Regions from separate parts of the Canis lupus genome. Here region 2 is linked to region 1. A link is a contact called in public Hi-C data. All regions are on one chromosome and are shown on one strand. The core of a region is the stretch at or near the end of the contact, and the rest is flanking DNA. Distances in the headings are between cores, read along the strand shown.

The links. Hi-C and Micro-C count contacts between places; a contact is called where the count stands out from the background.
Region 2: a contact with region 1 is called in a Hi-C map of liver, with 5 times the contacts expected there. The contact joins two enhancer-like sites. A contact is called at or near these places in 6 of 9 Hi-C or Micro-C datasets (amygdala, blood and liver).

Annotation. Positions count from the first base shown.
Region 1 is chr25:26,141,769-26,145,884 of UU_Cfam_GSD_1.0, reverse strand. LOC119865841 (a long non-coding RNA gene) reads left to right here. Exons shown (of 3, transcript XR_005378218.1): 2 at 544-684; 3 at 3,762-4,116. Among named protein-coding and RNA genes, the nearest start is that of DEFB136, 25 kb to the right of the region's middle. Within about 2 kb of position 1,839, at least 1 of the 20 cell types and tissues checked has an H3K27ac peak or open chromatin away from gene starts, as enhancers often do. A contact at or near this core is called in liver, where this site is marked.
Region 2 is chr25:26,282,035-26,286,202 of UU_Cfam_GSD_1.0, reverse strand. GATA4 (GATA binding protein 4) reads left to right here. Exons shown (of 6, transcript NM_001048112.1): 5 at 1,106-1,254; 6 at 2,708-2,890. The coding sequence ends at 2,890. Among named protein-coding and RNA genes, the nearest start is that of NEIL2, 11 kb to the right of the region's middle. Within about 2 kb of position 1,547, at least 5 of the 20 cell types and tissues checked have an H3K27ac peak or open chromatin away from gene starts, as enhancers often do. A contact at or near this core is called in liver, where this site is marked.

The DNA of each region.
Region 1 (4,116 bases), core at 590-3,089:
GGCTGGCTTTAATAGCAGATGAGACACAACTAAAGAGAGAATTAGTAAGTAGGAAATTAGCCAGAGAAAGATCTCTTGGATTACAACACAGAGAGATAAAAAGAATAGAAAATGGAGAAGAAAGGATAAGGTATATAGAAGATAGAATAAGAGAGTCTATTATATGTTTAGTTAGAATCCTAGAGGAGATGAGAGAATAGAATAGAGACTAGATTTGAGGGATAATAGGTACAGATTTTGCAGAATTGATAAAAGACCTCAAGCCACAGGTTCAAGTGTAATAGAATAAATCCCTAAGTGAATAAAGAAATCCTAGCCACATCTTAGTAAAACTGCAGAAAACCAAAGACAGAGAAAAGAATCTTAAAAGTAGCTTGGGGGGGGGGGGGGGGATGACCACACCAATAATAATGGAATCTAGAAGGTCATCAAATATTTTCAATTGTGCTGAAAAAAATATATAACCATTAATCTAGAATTCTATCAGTGATTTCTTTTTAAGGAATAAGAGCAAAATAAACAGATAGATGTTGTTATTTTCAGATAAAACCAGAGGAATTTTCCATTATTAGTAGCCATGTAAAGGAATCTTATGGGATGTGCTTCAGGCAGACAGTAAAACCATCCCAGATGGCAAGACTGAGATACAAGAATAGAGAGCAAAGAAAATGAGTAAATATACAGGTAAGTTTAAATTTTGTACCCTACATGGTATGAAACAGCAATAATAATAATTAGTGGGATTTAAAAAAAAACTGGAAAAATTGAATTATATAGCAATTGTGTATAAGCTGGAGGGGTAAATGGAATTAAAGTGCTGTAGGTCATTATATTGTCTGGGAATGGGATAAACATTTATTCAGCCTTAGACTTTGATAAGAAGTTAACTTTGCATGTTATGATTTCTGGGGTTATTATGATAAAAATAGGGATTATGACTTCCAGAGTAGTGGAGGAAAAAAAGCATGATGGAATCAATCAAGTTAAGTGATGGCAAGAGGAGCAAGGAAAAGCAAACATAGGGCAACCAGGACTGAAAAAAGTCATAATAGTCGTAGACTTAAATATGTCAGCAATTACATTAAATATAAATGCACTAAATGCTGCTGTGAACAAAGAGGTTAGGACTGTATAAAGTAACTCTATGTGGCTCAGAGAGGGAGCATTAACCTGCCCAAGGTACCCAAGGGAGTTGAGTCAGGGCTAGCAATGGGGTGCCTGCTTCCTAGTCCTGTGTTCTGTCAAGCTTACCCAGTCCAGTTCAATGGAGCCCATTTATATTGAGCAGCCAACGGTTTGCCAGGTGGTGTCAGATACTGCAACACATAGAAGAGTAGAATAAGTTTGCTGTCTTTACGGCATTTTCCTGAAATGAAGAGAAAGTATGTCTTAACATGAATTCTAGGGCACAGAGTTCTCTAGGGATTTATGGTGTCACCATGTCTACGTGATGGGAGTGGGGAGGATAGTGACAGTTTTGAGGTTGTGTCTGAGACAGGCCCTGCCTGTGTGTCTAGTGTCCATTCTAGCAGCACCACATGAAGGCAGAGGGGAGGGAGGGAGGGAGGGAGGGACGGAGGGAGGAGGTGCTTTTCTGAATGGGAATTCATCAATGTATTTCTGTCTGGGGCAGTTATCAGAGTTGCTATTTCAGTGAGTAATGGTGGAGCCTTCACCGGGCTCATGCCAGACGCTGGGGGTGGGGGCACAGGGCAGTGATATGGCAGGGGTCCTCTCTTTCGTCAGAAAACATGAGCTCATGCCAAGGTTTCCACAGGTCACCGAGATAGCACCGGCTCTCTGGAGACAGGCGTGACCCTCAGGTCGGCTCCTAGTCATTGAACTAAGTGGGCTCAGATAAGGGCCGGATAATGGTAGCCAAACTCCCACGGCCTCTTTGGGCCTCCCCCAGGGCCCTGAGGCCAGAGAGAGGGCAGGTCAGGGAGGGGCCAGTGGGTGCACGTGGCCTGGGAGCCTGCTTGGAGCCCCCTGGAGCCAGCCACAGGGGAACCCGGACCTCCTGGGGCTCATGGCCCACACTCTTGGTCTGTGCCCCAGTCTCCAGACCAGAGTTGTTCGGACATACAAAATGGGGGGTTCCCATTAGACATCCAATATCAAATTTGGAAAAATATCAAACTGGTAGCCCTTCCTTCTCTGGACTTCTTCCGATTTCAAATTTGCAGTATCTGTTGGCAAATTTTAGTGAGTGGGGAAGTAGGAGATGTTTGTATTCAGGGGCCTGCTATGGATCTGGGGTGGCCAGGGTTAATCTGCCCAATGTTTTCAGGGAAAAACAAGGCCTGATTTCTCAAGTTCCTCAACCTCTGTGTCCTATGACCCTGAATTGGCCACCTATGATTTAGTGACCAGTGGCCATTAAGACTTCCTGGGACAAAAAAAAAAAAAAAAAAAAAAAAAAAAAAGACTTCCTGGGACATAAAACAAGCCACACTCATTTAAAAAGAAAATGAATAAAGTGAAATCTGTGTGTCACCCCGACAGAATGATGGTCATGGCCCCAGGCCTGCCAATCTCTGGGGGCTGCTAACGCAGTCACGTGGTGAGAGTAGGAGACAGATTTAAAGCTAAGGAGGGACTTCCATTTGGAAATTGTCCTCTAGGTTGGCAAACACCAGGCATGCGTGCTGCCAGTTCCCCTCTATCGCTTGTAGATTATGGAACCTTTTTTTTTTTTTTTTTTTCTTCTGCCCTAGAGTAGCCCCCAGAGAACCACTATCAAAGGACCAGAGTCAGCATGTGATAATGCTATGCTTTGCTGTCTCTGAAGGAGTCCAACTCCTGTATTCTACAGAGGGGAGCACTGAGGCCCAGAGAGGCTGGCACAGCTGCCTCTGAGGTTGGTACAGCTAGGACTAGAATGCAGATCTCCTCCTCTCTGCTCATGCCTTTGTACCCACCCTGCTTTTGTGAGCCTTCCTTCTAGGGCGAGGACTGAAAGAAATCATCTGAATCATCACTGCTTACAGGATGGCTCTTAAATTTTAAAAAATAAAACTCTAGGACCTTGCATGTAGACAAACTGCAAATGAGAGTTAATATTTCCACAGAAAGAAATCTGTCACTAGAACAGAAAAACAAAACAAAACACCAAAACAACCACAAACCAAACCCCAATATCCCTCCCTGACTGGAACGCTAGTGACATCTACTGGAATGTGCAGATACTGCATGGGGACAGGCTAACAGTCACCCCTTCATTTCAATATGATTTAGTATGCATTTTAAATGTATGTGATTCTATATCTTATTTATACACATGTAGAAAAAGTATAAAATATGCTTGCAAATGATAAATATAAATTCACTTAGCAGTTACCTTGGGGGAGGGTAGGATGGAGCGCATGATAAAGGTTTTAGCTCTATCTATAATGTTTTTCTCTTTTAAAGAGATCTGAAGCCAATATGACTAAGTATTTACACCTGTTAAATCTTGGCGGTGGTAATATTGGAGTCTGATTTTCTGCACCTGTCTCTTTGTTTAAAATAGTTTAAAATAATAGTAACAATGATTACATTTATTATGTAGTAATCATTAAATAGTATATATATTTATTATCCTCTATATTAGTTATATAAATCATCTATTCATTATATGTTGTATAATTACATTTATGTAAGGACAATAAAAAATAAGAATGTAAAATTTGGAGTTCAGGTTCTTGTCTCTGATATCAGGCAGCAGTTATTTATAGCATAAGTTATTCATACTTGCTGGCTATTATTATTATCATTAATAGGTTTACTGGAGTTGATGTAAGGAGCTGAACAGCATTCAAAGATTCCCATATGGGTTAATGAGCAATGACACTCTTCAAAAGAGGTGACAAGATGAAGATGACATATGCATTTGCTGGTGTGATATTGGGCAGACTCACTTCTTTGCTCTTGTTGAAGAATGGTCTATTCCCCATAAGGACATGTGTCCTGGAACATCTGGATGTCAATGGCATCTAGAATGAATCTAGACTTTGTAAGGAAGATCTCAGGTAGGAGACTGGTAGGTAAAATGGACAATCAGTATTATTTCCAGATTAAGGTTGCGGCCTCGAAATTAACTAGGTTACTTTCTAGTTAGGATCATAACCCAGAATC
Region 2 (4,168 bases), core at 298-2,797, 140 kb before region 1:
CCCAGGCACCCTAGTACTTAACATTTTAGAAAGTTGCTTTTCAATTAGTATCTCATTGGTCCTTAAAGATCCCCATGCAATCCATTATCTCCATTTTACTACTGAGGAAACTGAGGCTCAGAGAGGTTAATGATTTAGAGTCCCACAGCTGTGAATGGTTAGACCTGGAATTAAAACCCAAGTTTTTACACTTCAGATCCATATTTTGTCCCATATGCTACTTTGCCTTCTCAGTTTCTAGATTAAGAATGAGGACGACTCATGCTCCTGTATCAAGAGCACTCCCCCCTTGATACTGTTACCAAATTAAAAATTTCATGGGGGAAATGCTGCCATTGCAGAGAAAGTAAATCAGCTGATCCAGGGGAAAGCTTATCTCTTAATCTAAGGCATGACAAACAGATACATTTCCCCTTTCCACTCCTGAGAACACGAGCAAGGTTCTCCTTTCCCAGATTCAACAACGGTTTACCCCTTTGGCAGCATGTTTCATTAAAATTGTGTCTCACACCAGTGGTCCTCAGCCTTTCTGCCTGTGCCCACACTGTTTTCTAAGCACAGCACATTCCCCTAGGTAACTTCGTCTCCTTACATGTTGCAGTGACAGGGTAAGCAAGCATTTGTTCAGGTGAACAGTCCCTCTCCACAATTCCAAATGCAGGGAGCTAGATTTGGCAGCAAAACCTAATCTAAACAGACTCAGGCTATTTATAGTCTTTATTTATCCCATGTGTGGAGATTCACATGTTTAGCTGTACAACAATTAATGTATTTAATTATGGGGTGTCGTCTCAGACTCCATTGGAAGTGTTCTATAATATACAGTATTAAAATCTAAAAGCTTTTGAATCCAGAAACACATGTGATCTCAAGGGTTTGGAATAAGGGGCGGCAAGCCTGTCAATAGAAGAAGATCCCTTGAAATTCTGGTATTTTAATTTTCCCATTTTGAGAACCATCGCCCAGCACTGATGAAGGACCCCGCTTCACTCCCCAGCAAATATAAATAAAGTCATTAGCATAGACCTACCCTGGCTGTCTCAAAGGACTGCCATCCATTTGCCCCTGCCCCTAGTCTGGGTGTCCTGACTCTGCCTTGTTCCAGGTCCCTCAGGCGGTGAGAGCCTTCCTCCTGCCAGCAGTGCTTCCAGCAACTCCAGCAATGTGGCCACCAGCAGCAGTGAAGAGATGCGCCCCATCAAGACAGAGCCCGGGCTATCATCCCACTATGGGCACAGCAGCTCCATGTCCCAGGTATACCCCCTTGGCGGGGACATAGGACTGCCTGGGGGACTAGGATACACTGCCAAGGAGCGAGTGGCAGGCTCAGCATGGGAAAGAGAGCTTCAGCTGGGCCCCAGCAGGTGGCAGCAGGAGCTGCTGGTACCCTTGGGGTCCCGCCTGAAATTGGGGACTGTCCCAATGAGGGCCTGCTTCAGAACATCTGATCAAGTCACAATGACTTGGGCATGCAACTAGGGCACACAAATGTCGAGTAGCTCCTCCATGCCAGACCTTTGGACAGAAGGAGTGGGGAGGGACGTGTTATGACATAGCCGCAAGCTGAATCAAACTGTGTGCATTGGGGGAGGGTGGTACAGCTGGAGCAGGCTGCAGAAGGTGACACGTGGGCTTTCTAGGCAAGTCTGCCTCCCAAGTGAGAGGTGGTTTGACCTTGGCTTTGAAGGATAGATAGATTTCAACAGGAGGAAGGGAAGGAAGAAGACCCTCCTGGCTGGGGAAAAGGTGTGGAAACTGTAGACGGTAGAGTGGGTAGGTGCAGTGAGGTGGTGAGGAGGTCACAGGCAAGGTGCCATTTAATGAGGGTCAGCTACAGGTCTGGCTTCCATCATGTGTCCAGAAGATGAGTCAGCAGTACCGTCCTTTGCCTCTTCCGAATATGATGGCATTCCTACTCCCCGACCCCTTCCCTCTTTGGCTCCCATATTTGGGATTAGGGTAGTCCCAAGGTTGGTTACGGTTTCCTGTTAATTCTGATCTGTTCTCCCACATGTGCTTGAGGGAGGCTGTATCCTAAAGAGCTTTTTTTTTTTTCCTTCAAAGATTTTATTTATTTATTTATTTATTTATTTATTTATTTATTTATTTATTTATTTATTTATGATAGAGAAAGAGTATGTGAGAGAGAGCAGGAGCCAGGGGGCAGAGGCAGAGGGAGAAGCAGGCTCCCCACTGAGTAGGGAGCCTGGTGCAGGGCTCCATCTCAGGACCCCGGGATCATGACCTGAGCCAAAGGCAGATGCCTAACCAACTGAGCCATCCTAGTGCCTCCATAAAGGGCTTTTTACTGTCAGGGTAAAGAAGCTGGTCCCACAGAGCCAGGAGAGCTGGCTGGGCATGGAGATCTGGCAGTGATAAGATCATAGCAAATGTCTCATGTAGCCATCAGAGCCTTCTGAGAAACCAGAATATCCACACACCTATGGGGTCTCAGTGCTCAGAGAAGCAAATGAATCCCACAGACCCTTTACATCCCACAGCACAGAGGTTAGGAAAAACACTTCTCTGTGTTGCTTGGTGTCTTAACCCTGCCTTGTCCTCAAGCCCCCTCCTCTCCTCCCTTTCCTGGGGGCGGGAGCCAGCTCGGGGACACCTGTGTAATGGTGCTCCCCTCTCCAGCCCAGACCTCCATCCTGAGCCCTCAGGAGTGATTCCCTTGAGCTCATCTTGTGCTTTTTGCTTTCAGACATTCTCAGTCAGTGCGATGTCTGGCCACGGGCCCTCCATCCACCCAGTCCTCTCGGCCCTGAAGCTCTCCCCACAAGGCTACACATCTTCTGTCAGCCAGTCGCCACAGGCCAGCTCCAAGCAGGACCCTTGGAACAGCCTGGCCTTGGCTGACAGTCACGGGGACATAATCACTGCATAATGTCACCTCCTTCCCTCCTCAGATTCCTGCACGGACTTGGGACTTGGAGGACGGCAGGGATGAGGCTCTGGGCTCCCGGGAGCCAGCCTGCTCTGTCGGGGAATGACTCCAGAAGAACAACTGGGAAGAAACTTGAAGTTGACAGTTCGGTTAGGGGATGTGGGTGTTGGATTTTACCGGATGCCTTTGCAAGGGTGGGCTACTGGAAAGAGCCCAAACTCTGATCTGAAAGAAACCACCCTTCACAAGGAGCACATTTAAGTCCCTTATGCGGAGAAGGAGACTTGTTTCTAGTTTTCCACCTCACCCCTCCCCCACAAGACACAGCCGTCCTTCTGCCCTACCTTTCTACCACTGGGGCCTACGGGGCTGGTTTTTCTGTGGTGTTCCCCGCACTGGGGATCAGAGGGTGGGTGGAGGGGGCAAGGTGCTGGGACCCCCAGTCCAGCCTGAACCAGGACATCTGTGTGACATGCATGTGGATGCAAACAGCCCCTCTGGGCCGCTGCTGCCCCGTCCAGCACTCCCCCTTCAGGCTTGGTACCCCCTTGCATTCCTCAGTACTGAATCTTGACTCCGGAAATGTTGGGTGTAGCCCTGATGTTCCTGAAGCCTCACGGGGAGGTGAAGGAAAGGGCTGCCTCACCCACTGCACGGTGTGGCAAAATCATGACCTGGCAACTTTGCCTCTCCCAAGTTTCCTTCCCCGGGCTCACGGCTCGAACCTCCAGCCCCTTCTCACCCTGCCCCCCCCAGGCATCTGAAAATAAAAATCCCTGCTGCTGATGAGTGATTCAGCTCTGCCTTCAGCTTGAACATGTCTCTCCCTCTGCAAAACAAGAGCTCGGCAGTTGAGCCACACAGCAGCCTCCCCCACAACTGTCCCCCCAAATCCTTCGTGTACCCCATCACACACAGGCGGGTCCCAAGGAAGTACAAAAAAGATTCTGCTGCTAAAGCAAGCTTGACAGACACTCTTCTAAGCCTTGAGATCATTCAGGAGAGCATGTCTGGTGGACCTCATCCCCGGGGCCGGGCAGGGGCTTTTCATGGATTCTGGCTTGCTTGCGCTTGGACCTCGTGGACGTGGCTCTTGGTCTGCGGAGATGCACCACCTCTCAGTCCTCCAGCAGGTCGAGGTCATCCCAGGGGTGGGGAGCACCTGCACCTGCATCTTTTCCCCAGTCTCTTGTCCAGGAGGCAGAGAGCTAGAGATCCTGCAACATAAATTCAAAGCAAACAAACACAACGAAACCAAACTCAGATGGAAAGACGACA